Linked DNA regions of Triticum aestivum: region 2 is linked to region 1. A link is a contact called in public Hi-C data. All regions are on one chromosome and are shown on one strand. Each heading gives the region's core, a stretch centred on a gene start, on an enhancer-like site or on the middle of the called end of the contact. The rest is flanking DNA. Distances are from core to core; before and after follow the strand shown.

The links. Hi-C and Micro-C count contacts between places; a contact is called where the count stands out from the background.
Region 2: a Hi-C map of leaf shows a contact between it and region 1, with 6 times the contacts expected there. The contact joins the enhancer-like site here to the promoter of LOC123104535 in region 1. A contact is called at or near these places in 2 of 5 Hi-C or Micro-C datasets (both in leaf).

The regions. Positions count from the first base shown.
Region 1 is chr5A:530,983,074-530,990,435 of IWGSC CS RefSeq v2.1, forward strand. LOC123104535 (protein SHI RELATED SEQUENCE 1) reads right to left here and starts at 4,244. Exons shown (of 2, transcript XM_044526405.1): 1 at 3,450-4,244; 2 at 2,523-3,344. The coding sequence starts at 4,011. The coding sequence ends at 2,914.
Region 2 is chr5A:531,557,906-531,565,267 of IWGSC CS RefSeq v2.1, forward strand. No RefSeq gene overlaps it. Among protein-coding and RNA genes, the nearest start is that of LOC123107501, 140 kb to the right of the region's middle. Within about 2 kb of position 4,261, at least 1 of the 8 cell types and tissues checked has an H3K27ac peak or open chromatin away from gene starts, as enhancers often do. A contact at or near this core is called in leaf, where this site is marked.

The DNA of each region.
Region 1 (7,362 bases), core at 2,994-5,493:
CACTAGTGAGTGGAGTGGAGATGCAAGCATCTATAAAGTTGCCAGATTGTCCCTTCCACATTCCCCATCCATGGTTCAAATAAGGAAATCGTTAAGAGTGCCCAGTTGCTTGTTAATGAATGTTATTGTTAGTTGATGAATATCCATATTTCTTTGGTGCATGGAGCCCAATAGTTGCAAGTTTGAGTAACTACTGCAGTAAAAATTAACGAACCCAAGTTCGTTGACTTGAATACGCACAAGCAAATAAAAACACAGAAACATGCATTTTCTTCTATTATCTTACTCCGCCCGTTGCATAATCCATGTAGTGCATATTTTGTTTTCAAAAGTCAAACATGTCTACATTTCACAAAGTTTATTGAACAGACTACGCCATATAAAATACTAGATAAATAAAACGTATAAATACACTTCATGATGAATCCAATGATACTAATTTTGGATTTTGGATATCGATATTTTCTTCAATAAACTTGGTCAAACATAGACATGTTTGACTTTCGAACAATCTATTACTTACTACTCCCTCCGTCTCTTATATTATGGGACGGAGGGAGTACATTGTAGATCGGAGGGAGTATTAGAAAGATGCAAAACAACATTGATGATGTTCTCTTCAGGATATTAGATAGTATAAAATACCATGTTAGCCAGGGAGAAGGAAAATATATACCCAGGCTGCTTATCCAAGTAGATCAAAATTGTAATGGTGCAAATATCATACACCCCCATTTCTCAATGGTTGCTTAGAAAAATACACATCACCAGTAGAAAAGAAAAAAACTACACTTTCTGCTTATGTGTGTTAAGATTGGTATGGTGCTGTTTAACTGGATGTGGAGAAGAACTGTCAAAATATATAAAAACAGAAATCCATTTTTATAACTGTCAAACGCTAACCACGACTACGTTTTAAAACACAAACATACAAACATATATATCTTAGAAACTAACCTTAGTGTGGTGCATTTCATCGCAACGCTAACACTAGAAGCCACTATTTCTATGAAGGTATTTCCATAGGTATATAGAGGATTGACATAAATCATTTGCCATGCATGCATATGACTAACCAATAGTTACTTACACAACACAATAACCACGTTATTTCAGCATATCACAGTATATATCCCGGAAATACACAATGCGAGAGGGAGTGGCCACTAATAAGCAAGAACAAACAAACAACACAAAGACACGAGTTAAACACCCCGATATTAATATTCAAATATAGTGGTCACATTGAATTTAAGAATCAGCATTTCCATTCATGAACTTTTATTCTCATGAACTCATTATTATGAAGAAAATTAGAGGATAAATGTATTATCAAAACAATGAAATTAAGTTAGGGTGCAGCTTTAAACCCAAAAAGATCCCAGGTGTCAATAATTTTGGCCAATCTACTACTATTAGTTTACTAAATTAAGGTAAATGCATTCAGCGGAATATACACATGTTGCATCCTTTGAAATAGAGCAAGTTCTCTTTTGAGATAATGAAATCGACCAAGTTGAAAGGCAGCATATACAAAGGAACCTCCATGCATTATAATAGTAACACTATTTGACGAAAAAACATGTTATGCTTCAAAGAGAAATTAAGGTATTAAGAAGTTAAAGGCTTAGTACGCATGTGCAATTTTGGAAGTTTACACGACCCATCATCAAATTTATTTAGCCTGCTGTGTAGAATTATTTTTCAAATTCTAACTTCAATATCAAAACTGCCGGCTTATGTACCCCACTACTATTATTGCTAAAAGCCATGCAGACACATGGATTTTCTCATTCACAAACACGAATTATATTTCTTAAAAAGTAAATATACAGATAAAATAACATAATTTGTTAATACTACTACTGTACTCAAATCGTAGCTTTTCACAAGCAGACTTAGAGATTGAAATGAACTGCAATGGTACGTTTGCTAGCACTAACGGATATAATTATTTTGGTAAAAAAAAACTTCATCATTTCTTGTGAGATGACTCTTATAAATTTATTAAAAAAACAGAACTGGGTACCCAATGCAATTGCAATCTAAGGTGGTGGAAAAACAAATCAACAAGTTCATGCCATAGATGACGAAAACAAAAATGAGATGAATGAGCCACCAATCAATCATTCCCCCTCATACCTGCTAAGCTCGGAAACATAAAACAAACACCGAAATCAAGCAAAGGGATCATCGCATGGCTCGATCGGTCAGCTCCCAATCAACTGATCATTTGGTCTCAAACTTTCTTGCATTCCTCTCTCCTATATGAGCATACAATGGCTCACTCCCAAATTCTAATATAGTACTAGCCATAAAACTAACAGAACCACGCCATTAACTTAAGGCGAAGGACGCGACATAGTATCTTGGATCCACGAGCTACCAAGTAAAGTCGACTAGGTTTCTAGGGCGCAGCTTTTGAAGAGCAAAGGGAAAACGAGTAGTAAAGCCGAGTGGTCGCACCTTGTGCAAGACAGATAAATAGAAGAGGCTACGTAGTACGTCGTGGTAAAAGTAAATTTAAAGAAGCCTTAGCATCATATATTATTGCTCTGATGAAAGAAGTAGCAGGAAAATCAAGATTGTTAAGAACACTGTCAATTGAAGATCCGGAAAGAAAAAAACAAGCTAGAGCAGTGCAAGAAATCACGCTTAGTTCCCGGGATCCTAACTGTCAGATTTCTAATCATTTGCTCTGACAGGGTATGTCACTGACTAATCGCCTCAGATGCTCCCAAGAAGAGCTAGAAAGGTCTAAATTACGGGGCCTCATTAAGCTAAGCTATAGCTAGGCTCTAGAGAAGGAAGGAGCATCAATTTATGCATCAATTGACAGATCGAAGAAACCAGGGGTTGGGTGGAGGCACGGTGTTACAGCGGGAGGCGCCGTCGACGTGCGTCCGTGCGTCGTCACTGTCTCTGGTAGGGGTGGCCGTGGAAGAAGGGCGTGGTGGCCGGGAACGAGCCGTAGAGCCCGGGCGTCGGGTACGGATCCATCACCACAGCCGATGACACGACGATGTTGTGGTTGTTGCCGCCGCCTGCGTCGCCCGCTTCCGCGCCCGTGCTCGGCGGGGACACGTCGCCGGTCAGGCGGAACTGGTAGTCGCCGCCTCCGCCGCCGCTGCCTCCTGCGGCAGCTTGCAGCTGGGCGTGGGCGTTGCTGGGGCCGACGTCGTGGAGGATTCCCTTGAACACGTGGCCGCCGATGCTGACGGTGGTCTGGTACGCGAGCTCCGCCTCGGCCTGGTCCACCGGCCCGAGACGCACGCATCGGAACACCGCCTCCGAGCTCACCTCCCGCGGGAACCTCTCCGCCACCGTCACCATCTGCTGATCCCCTACACACGCACACACAAAAAGCACAGGTTTTAGCGTCAGATCCGGGAGCATGGAGGCATGGAAGGTGTAGGTTTTGCACCACGTACGTGGTATATAGTACGTACCTGAGGAGGTGGTGGGCGTGGTGGCCGCGAGGCGAGCGCGGGGGCGCTTGGTGAGGTCGCGTGAGGGGCCAGCCCCGCCCGTGGTCGCGGCGGCGGAGGCGGCGAGCGCGGTGAGCTGCTGCTGGCGCTCGCGGCGCTTGGAGGCGGGAACCCAGGTGGACTTGACGTGGGTGGAGCAGGCGAAGCCCCGGGACTTGCAGCAGGTGCGGCAGCGCTGGTGCTGGCAGTCCTTCTTGGCCTGGTTGCCGCAGTCCTGGCAGCTGGTGCCGCCGCCGGTGCCGGCCAGGGCGGCAGCGCGCGCCCCGCGTGAGGAGGAGGAGGAGGCCGCGCCGGCGAGCGACTGCGCGGCGCCTGCGGGGAGGTCATCGGTGGCGAAGCGGATGAGGTTGGGGGCGTAGAAGGGGTGCGTGAGCTGCTGCTGGTCCTGCGGCTGGCCCCATAGCTGGAAGCCGCCCCCGCGCGTGGCGTAGAGGAAGGTGGACGCGTCGGACGGGTGCACGCCGGGCGGCGACGCGGAGCTGTCGCGGCCGCTTCCTCCTGTGCCTAGAGGGAAGCCCGCCATGCGCCCAAATCCATAGGCCGCCGTGCCGATCTCCCTCTATTTCACTCTATCTACAGTCGCTGCCCTGGCCATGCGCTAGCTCGTGTAGGAGTACGCGCTATCTTCCTACCTACGTACTGCGGTATGTCCGGCTGCTGGCCTCGTCGATGGGAAGGGAAGAGAAGAGGATGGGGAGGAGGAGGAGGGTGAGGAGGTGGAGATGAGGAGGAGTAAAAGTCCGCGTGGCAGCGGGGGGGGGGGGGGGGGGGGGGTCGCGTGCGAGTTAAGACGGTGAGGCGACAGAGAGGGCCTGCTACGCCGCCATGGTGCCTGCGCGCACCAAAGCTGCCATTTATTGCCCTGCCTGCTCCCTCCCCTCCCCTTCTCTCTCTCTCTCTCTCTCAAAACAAGCTTGGAGTTTGCAGCACAAGCACAGGCACAGCCGAGGGAGTGAGTGAGTGAGGGGGGTAGGCAGGCACCCAACACGGCAACGCGGCGGGCGGCTGCTGCAGCTGATGTTGCGACGGAAAAGGGCACAGCACAACAGTGGCGCAATAGAATAAGCATGGCGCGCGGCCCCGGCCGCCGGCCCGGATGGAATGTACCACGAGTAAATGTTTGCCTGCCGCTGCCGCGCCGCGCCCGTATCATTGGCGTGCTCCGGAATCCAGCTGCCCCCACGCCGCGCCATGCCATGCCATGCATGTCCGCTACTCTCACACGCACTAGTCAATGCAATATTCAATTCGGCCCTGTAAAGTTGCACCGGCGGAGGGTCTTTCACCCGCACAGTTGCACCGCAATTTGTTGCTTGGTTGGTTCCAGAACACCGGCGCCACCGTCGGATCGCGCACGGACGGCGGTCGGCGGCGCGCGGGGGCCGGCCGCGGCCGGTCAAGGGCGCCGGAAAACACGGGAGCCAGCCAGCCGCGCGCGCGCCTTTTTCTTTCGAAGCTGCCGTGTCGCATGCAGATGCGGACAGCTTTCCGCGCCCAACGTGGCCCGTTTCCGGGGCTTCACTCCATCGTGATCGCGGTCGTCGTGGTCGTGGCCTCGCGCGGCGCCCTCGATCGATGCCATCCCTGCCCTGCCTCCACTCACGTCGGCTACAGTGCTCTGCATCGGTCAATTCTTGGTCCGTGGCATGGCCCTGCATGGAAACGCGCTGAAACTCGGACGCTTTGGCGCAGAGAGACTGGCGACCGGCGGGCAGAGTCAGGAGGATCCCGAGGACGTGGACGCCGGCGGCGGGTCCGGCTCCACCACGCACAGTCCCGGCCGCCTCGCCCGCCGTGTGTGGTATCAAATCATGCGTCGTGGAGTATTACCACGACCAGTTGATTGGTGCTGGGTGGCCTCCATTAGTAGTAGTCGACGCGTTTCCTTCCCGGTTTACCAGCTCCATCTCCGCTTGCGCTCCGGGAGTCAAACAATCTGCAATCTGCGCGTACTAGGGTAATTAACGGACGGAAGGGGCCGACGTCGCTGTCGCCTCAGGCGCGGCGCTTAGTTTTACTAGTACTCGTCACCTAGTAGATTTCGTACTGGTGGAGACCGACCGAGAGCGAGAGCGATAGCGATAGGGGGGCATGTGGTGGGGTGTGGTGGTGTGTGTATCCAGCTCCAGTGGACCGGAATGGATCCACGTCTTGCTTGGCCCAGCGGAACGGAAGCAACAGCGACCGGGCGGCGGTGTGCCGTAGTACATCCGGTACTATTGCTGTTGCTGTGTGGAGTACGTAAACCTTTGTGGCTTGCGTGGTCCTCGTCCGGCTCGGGCTCGGGCTGCAGTGCACTGCAGTGACCAACATGCATGCTGCGCCGATCGGTCCAGGTCCAGCGGCTTCACATCACACGTACCTAAAGCCTCTTTGATCACAAAAGGGACTGTGTTCTGGTAGCAAGGGGACTGTTGCGAATTATTAAGGGTCTCGATCAGATCATCATCCGTAGCGCGTCTCGTTTGGGCAGGCGGAGCCGCGCGGGTGCTACTTGGGACTTGCCTTTCTCGGCCGGCCCGGCCACGCGGACAAACGTACTCCACTCCGCTCCACTCCACTCCACATCTTGCTTCTGAGCTCGAGCTCGCCACCAGTTCTGGAGATATTCGATCGAGCTCGCAGCTCGGTTTTAGGCACGAGACCCCGATCGTCTAGCTGGCGCGGATTGTCAAAGCTTGGCCACGTACCACGTGGCCTACTGGAAAAAGGTTTGGTTGGTTCTGGGATCACGGGGATGGATTTTTTTCCCGGTTCCCTGGAAAAGACAGTGGCCACGTTCTTCCCTGTACCTAGCACGTAGCGCCGATCCTGGGTTTCAGCCCGGCCACCGTCGGGTCTGGTCCCGACGCAGGCACTAGCTGCTGCACAAGTCCGTGCAGCCCGCCCAGCTGCCCAGGCCAGGCCGGATCGAACTGGGACGAGTTTATTGCCTCTAGTGGATCCATCCAGCCCATGCATGAATGCATGCATCATGGCTCGCTCGATCGTCGGCAACAGTACCGTGAGTAAAATTTAAATTTAATGCCGGAGAGACACGCATTCAGTTGAGGGCGGAGAAAGGACCGCGTACTCCACAGATGCGTGCGTTGGACATTTGAACGACGGAGTGGTACGTGATGTATAGTAGTACTGTACTAGTACTGGTAGCTTGCAAGATGACAAACTTGAGAGACCGATCAGAATGAGATCCACTACTTCATTCTCGGGTCAGACAACGAGCTTAGCTAGGCGAATGGCGGCTACGTAGCGGGCTAACGCGTAGCTTCTGCTGGTCTTAGGCACGAGTAAGTAGGGCCACGATCGAGTAAAACAAACACGAGACGGCAAGCGTACGTACGATCCATGCCCTGTGGTGAGATCATGCCTCGTCGAGTCCAGTGGGGTGCTGGCTAAGAGCATCTACAGCCGGACCTCTTGTATTCGTCTCAAATGCTCGGACAGACCATCCGATCACTGACTGGTAACAAAAAAACTTAACCGAAACTCTCAAACCGCGGACAAACGCTCGGGCTGGCCGGCACCCCTCATATCCAGCTCAAATATAGGACGGATATGGGGCGGCCTGGGCACGCACAGCGCGTTCGCCTAATAGGCCCGGCCCACCACCGATCCCATACCTGTCCCACAAAAACCCCAATCCGAACACCTCCCTCCGAACCCTAACTCACTCTTTCTCGCTTCATCCTTTCCTATCCCTCTCCGATTCTGATCCCATCCACTCCGATGTCCAGCTCCGGCAACTACTCCGTCTTCAAGCTCAACTACGAGAGGAGATGGCCCTCTGCATTACGTTGGAGCAGTCCAGGGTGGAGACCGATGGCAGCTCCGGATCTGGAGCATCGCCACTGCGCGGACGCCGGAGCTGGACACT
Region 2 (7,362 bases), core at 3,011-5,510, 570 kb after region 1:
ACATGGTCATGGAGGCAGCAAGGTTGATGAATTTGGCTCTGGCAATGGCTTCCGCCTCCGGTAGGGCTCCAGAACAAGCCTCTAGATGGGATCTTTCGGAACAGGAGCTTGCGGCGGCGATAAAATTCTTCTAAAAAAGTGAAAATACGTCAGAGGGTTTCGATATTTATGGGCAATTATGGCGCTAGACTGAAGTCAAGCCGATGCAGGCGGGCCCACACGGCTAGGTGGCGCTCCCCCAGGCCGCGTGGGGTGCCCGTGTGGGCCCCTGGCAGCTTCTCTCGATCTCCCCCGAAGCTTTGCAGGTTTCTTGTTACCCAAAAAGATTATATTAAATTGGCAAGTGATTTTGACCTCCATAGATATTGGTTTCCTACGAAACCAAAAATAAGTAGAAAACAAGAATTGGCACTGGGTACTAAATTAATAGGTTAGTTCAGAATAATAATATAAATTGTTATAAAAAGTATATAAAAGTCATAACATAATAGCATAAAACAATAAAAAATAGATATGTTTGCGACGTGTCACCTATTTTGCCCATGTTTGAGAACATAGCATACTAAATCGGCAATATATATTACAAGAAGCAAAAAGAAATTGTAGAGCAGTGGACAAGACATGTATGTCCTAAAATTAGGCAGAAAATAGAGTAAAACACTTAATATGCAGCAAACTATTGTCCACTTGCATATAGTAGAGAAACATTTGATGCTAAAAGCACTGATATTTCATACATAGTGGAGTTGAACCTAGTAGCATGCCCATGCCATAGATGGGAACTAACTGGCATTCGATGTAGCTACTCCATAGCATGCTTAAGATCTGAGAGGATTAAGCCTGAGCAGATGGTTTATAGTTGCCACCCCAAACATACTTATATGCAGAATGTGGTGAAAATATTATGCCTTTGAGAGACCACATAGAGTGGCAACATGTAAATGGGCCAACCATTTTGCCTCCATCTTATGAGAAGAAAGTAGGCAGGCCAACAGAGAGTAGAGAAAATTTCATAAGGAAGAAGTAGCTGGGACAAGATTGAGAAAACATGGGGTGACAATAAACTGTGGACATTGTAGAGCTCCGAATCACAACAGGCGTGGGTGTCCTAGACTGAAGCCGTTACACAGGTCGAATCAGCAGCTCAGAGGCATGCACAGGAACAAGCTCAAGAAGGGTCAATGAAACTCAACCAAATCAAGACCAAGGAGGAAACGAAGAACGGTGCACAGACAAATGAGCATGCAAAATATTAATAGAGAGCCCAAAATTGATGAAAATGGAGATTCAGACATTCCAGAGATACTTCACATACACTTTTTTCAACTCCTTTATCTTCATTTTGTACAGATCGTGCATCTTGCATAATCTTTTCTCTTCTTCTCTTGTTTGTACACAACACATTGATGAGGTTGACCTAGATCCCAGGCTAGATCTAATGCATGTCAGATCTAGTATGGTTTCATAGCTAGGACATGAGTCAAATACAACCAACACATTTCTTTTCATGTTCTTTCATGTGTGAGCAATCCCCACATATCAATGTTCTTTTCCAACTACACTATACATGCCCCACATATTTAGATTGAAGAAGATATTCCATTCCCTACAGGGTCTGCATTTGTTGTTGCTCATAGATCTTCCATACCAGCAGCCAGCGTGTCAACAGTGACAAGAGAAGGATTAATAGTTCTCAGAGAGGGAGAAAAAAAATCTAGAAGGAGAGGTGCTACTGCTAGCACTAGCACAAATGGGAATGGTGCAAGAGGTAGAGGAACTGGTGCAAGAGGAAGAGGTATTGTGCAAGAGGAAGAGGAAGAGGGACTACTGTAAGAGGAAGAGGGACATGTGCAAAAGACATGGGATCACACACTATTTGGTGATGGACATAGGCAGAACAGTGATGCTACTCAGATTACCAGTCGTCAGAATGCATCATTTCACATGTCACATGAGTAGATCATATTACGAGCCGTGAGTCGGAAGAGAGAACTAGTCTTTTGTGATGTTAGTTTGTGTGATACATCATACATTAAATGATTAGTTGATCACACATATCTTGTGATGGTTGTGATACATGAATGACATCTAGTCTTTTGTCTTACTAAGCTATGGTTGTGAAAGATCAAGTAATCAATGCTTGTGAAAGAGCACTAGTTTTTATGTTCAAATGGGGTTGTTGTTCACATATCTATTGTGTTATGATCTGTCTGTCAAGTAGCTTCTATTTATTTTCCTGACATGAACGATGGTAGTTTCATGGAAACAACACAACACAATATTGTCCGCCCCTCAAGTAGTTTCCGTTTGTCTCTGTTTATTTTCAGAGACAATGGCACAACACAGTACAATACTACCTATATGCCTCTGTTTATTTTCAGAGGAGAACAACGGCACAACACAACATAGTACTGCCAATTAAAATGACAATGGCACAACACAACACGGTACAACAGTAACCGTGTTTCATTGCCATAACAATCTTCAATTTAGTTACATTAAAGTACACAAATCAGTTGTCAACTGAATTCAGTACATGAACATCATCAAATTTAACTAAAATTCAAACTACAATTTTAGCACAACACAACCATTTTCACCGAAAAAGTCCTCATGCACACAGCTGCGAGCTTGGCCCAGCAAACCCACAACGGCCATCTTGATGGAGAGGAGAAGTTGTGCCATCAACCATACCATTCCAACTAGTGTATGTGTGAAGCCTGAGTAGTGTCGTAGTCGATCGTCGTTGTACTCATACACAACCAGCAACTCAGAAATGATCAGACTACGATCAACCACCCAGTCGACATGGATGATGACTGGATGCTCCACCATGCGCTTCTTAGTATGCTTTGTTGGTGTTGGCGGCGTATTCCGTTGTCGGATTCTGATGAGAAATAGAATGTTGGCTCGTCCGGCTCTGGCAACTAGACTTTCAACACTGTAGGCACTTTGTTAGGCTCCTTCATCCACCGTTCCACACGCAACAAAGCGTAGCCTATTTTGTGACGGCCGACTTGTGTAACGTAAAACCGATTTTTGTCACCGAAAATGGCCTGGTGACGTTTTTCGGCTGTCACCCCATCGTCACTGAAGCGTCGTCACAGAAAATAAAATCTTGACGGTATCACTTTTTTTGTCACGCAAAATGTTGTTTTAGGTGACGAACCAAAATTAGTCACTAATGACCATTTCCGGTGACGGCCCAAACTGTGGCCTGTTAATTAAGCAACTTATTCTCGCTCTAGATAGAACCGCAAGTTGGCCTCGTCGTCTTTAATGGCGACACTCATCGCAAACGGGAAGCGGAAGGTTGGATCTGGAACTCACCTGAAAACCCTAACCAAGTGACTCCATCGTCGCAGTTTCAATAAGTTGGCAGGAAAACCTAGCGATGGATTGGCACTCCCATAGGCAGACACATCCATTCAGTCGGATTCGAGACAAGAAGAAAACCAACAAATGGTTAGCCGAAACACTGTTCCACCGTGGCAGGTACGTGTCCTGCATGTAGCGGTAGCTGCGCTGTACCGGACCCATATGTGTACAGAATTCTTTTGCTACTCTTCTCCATTTTCCTTTCAACTATTAGCCTTATACCATGTGAGGTTTCGTGTCCTCTATCACATCTGGATTAGATATGGTGATTCCTCTCGACGCATCATCCCATCTTCCACCAGCCGAAGGTAGAATCACCATATCTAAACTAACCCCGAATCCATAGAGCTATGAAGTAGGTACCAAGCCTACTACTTAATTAGCCGGCCATTAATCGCCGGATCGGAGACTTTGCTAACCCATAATAAACACTCTAATTAGCTGACGTATGAGAGCTAGCTTTGAGTTGCTGCACTTCACGCTGTGTGCACCCAGCAGCCGTATCCTGCCTACCTGCTACCCACAAAAGGCCAAAGCAGAGGGGATCTCTAACGAACGTGACGAATGGAACAACAAGTCAAGCACTGTAGCCATCAGGTCGTCCCAGGCACGAGCTGGAAATTGAAGCCAACGTCACCTACGAGCGACAACCTATATACATGGCGAGTAGCATTGGCTCGGCTCAGCGGCACGACAGGGACGCGTCGAGAGGGATCGATATCTCCACTCCATCCATCTGTCGACCGACCGATCGATGCGTCCATCCGTCCGTCGTTGACACCGAAAGTGCCTAGTAAAAGCGAGATCACACACATACGAGTGTGGAGTCGCGTCGAGTAGTCGATTATCACCATGATTATATACACAACAACGTGTTGTGTGTGGGGCTCTGCTACTGCTAGCTTTGGTGATCACGACCGGAACCTGTCGCACGTATCCTTGTGATGCTGTCTACTTGTCTCCCTGCTCCCTCTTATATAATAATATTGGAGAGTGGCTTTTGCTTATGCTTTTCTTGCTATTTATTTATTTATGGTAAGTGCTCTGCCTTTTCGTTGGTAGCACTATGTATAGATAGATCATGCGAAGCAAGCAAGAGTGCATTTTTTGAAGGAAAAAAAAATCAGTAAAGGCAGTGTCTTCGTGCAATTGCCATCACGAGGGCTATATCTCGCTTATAATGAGACAGTAGGAGTTCTCGCCTGAAGCATCTATAGTAACAGTCCGGCCCATTATATATCATACTTAAAAAGGAAGCTTGCTCCGGGATCAATCCCAGTATTTCTTGGTTGCTGCGTTGCCATGATAGTCAATGAGTCACTGTCGGGCTCATGTCAAATTAGTAGAGCGCGACCAACTTGAAGGGAAAGAGCCAGTTTTCCGGTTTTTACAGTTTTGTTTTCTTCTTCTTGTTTACAGGTTTTTATTCGTTTTCTTTCTCTGGTTTATTGATTTTTTTCATTTCTTATTTTTCTTTGTTTTCTTTAGTTATCACTGGCATCGTTGTTTTCTTTTTCCCCTTCATTTTTCTATGGTTTTTTTCTTTTTCATCGGTTTTCTTTTGTTTTCTCAGGTTTTCAACGTTTTTCAACAAACATTTTTTTCTATATATCCAATAAAAGTTTTAATATATGTTTAGAAAATTGCAAATACAACATTAACATTAATTTAATACATGGAAAACATTTTCTCTATACACATCTACAATTTTTCAAATGCTACATTTAAATTTTCGAAATAGCAGATTTATATTTTTGAATACATGGTCCTTTTTTCTATAAACTTTTTTTTCAAATGCATATTAAAAAAATTCAATACCAAGTTAACATTGTTTTAATATTTGGTCAACATTTTTTCTATACACATTTACCATTTTTTTCAAATGCTAGATTAACATTTTTCAAATATAAGTTTAACAATTTTTTAATAAATGGTCAGCATTTTTTGTATACACATTTAACATTTTTTTCAAATTTTTTATTAACATTTTTCAAATACAAGTTTACCATTTTTTAATACGTGGCCAACATTTTTCAATCCCAGTATCTCCTGGTTGCTGCGTAGCCCTGCTAGCCACTGAGTTACTGTTAGGGTAGTGTCGAATTAGTAGGGTACGACTAACTTGAAGGAAAAGAGCCAGTGAAACTTTTTCTTTTCTTGAGTCTTTTTCACGAATTTTCTTTGTTTCTCTCTTTGTTTTTACTGTTTATCTTCGGTTTTCATTAGATTTTTTGTTTTCTTTTAACCATCATTTTTCTTCGGTTGTGTTTGCTTTTTTTTCATTGGTTTCCTTTTGTTTTCTCTCGGGTTTTCGCTGTTTTTCTATACACTTCTTTGGTATATATCGGGTAAAATTTTCTGATACATGTTTAACACATTTCAAATATCAGAATAACATTTGTTGAATACATGGTCAACATTTTTCCTATACACATTAAACATTTTTCAAATGGTTGATAAAAAATGTACAAATAGCAGGTTAATTTTTTAAAAAATAAATGGACAACTTTTTGGCATACACATTTAATAATTTTTACAAATTTTGGATTAACATCTTTGAAATATAATTTTAACATTTTTTTAATACATGGTCAAAAAAATTATACACATTTCACATTTTCTAATGCTTGATTAACATTTTTCAAATACCACGTAATCATTTTCTTAGTGCATGGTCAGCATTTATTTTCTATACATATTTATCATTTATTCAAATGCTTGATTAGCATTACCAGGTCAAAATTTTTTACCAAATCATCAACATATTTTCTATACACATTTAACATTTCGCAAATGAGCGATTAGCATTTTTCAAATATAAGATTAAGTTTTTTTAATAAATTGTCAACATTTGTTGTATACACTAACATTTTTTTCAAATGCTTGATTAAAAAAAATTCAAACGCAAGTTTAACATTTTTTTAATACAAGGTCAACATGTTTTCTGTACACATTTTACATTTTTTCAAATGCTTGTTAAAAAAATGAAATACTTCTTTAAATTTTTAATACGCATATAACATTTTTAAGATACAAGTTTAACATTTGTTGAATACGTAGCAACATTTCCTATATACACATTTAACATTTGTTGAATACATGGCAACACTTTCTCAACATTTTTTAAAGTGCTTGGATTGACTATTTTTAAATACAAGGTCAAGATTTTTCTTTACAGATTTCATCTTGTATATTTTTTGTATATGTGATAAACATTTTTGTATACACATTCATCATTTTTAAATGCTTGATTAACAATTTCTTAAAAAAACATGTAAACTATTTTTTGTAATATATAATACCTGGAAATATAAACAAAGTAAAATAAAAAATAAAAAATTAAGATATGGCCTATGGTTAGCGGCGCGATGGGCTGACCCATTATGAAGCTCCCCTTCAGCGAGACTTCCTCTCCGTCTCGCTCTAGGCGAGACGGAGCTCCTAATTGGCAAATCCTATTCGGCGCTTCACGCGCCGGATAGAGGCTAATGGGCGCACACACCCCATCCGCCTTGGGCGGACCCATGTACATAATTTTTTTTTCTTCTTCTGTAAAAGTCCAAAAGAAATCATGCATCGGTAGAGGATCAAACTCACAACCTCGAGTAATAGTACTGACCACGGTAACCGACATGTCGCCTTACCATTTGTGACTAGGAGACTACTTTCCTTTTTTATATACTAGTAAGCTTGTACGTGCAACACACGTCCTGATTATACTTAGTCAAACATATTGAAAACTCTAAATTTCAAATTGTTTGTGAAACAACATACCTACCTCATTCAAGTGGAAGGAAACATTATAATCGTCAACCAAAGCATTGGGTCGGCAAGGGACGGTGGCAGATCACATGCGGAAATGCTAACCACCCACTTACCCCTATTTTGTAGGTAACCTCTCTCAATAATCATAGGTAAATTATTTGCCCGTTCGTTTCAACTCTGTAGAAGCTGCTGCCACCGCCGCCGTCGAAGGGAGTCGAA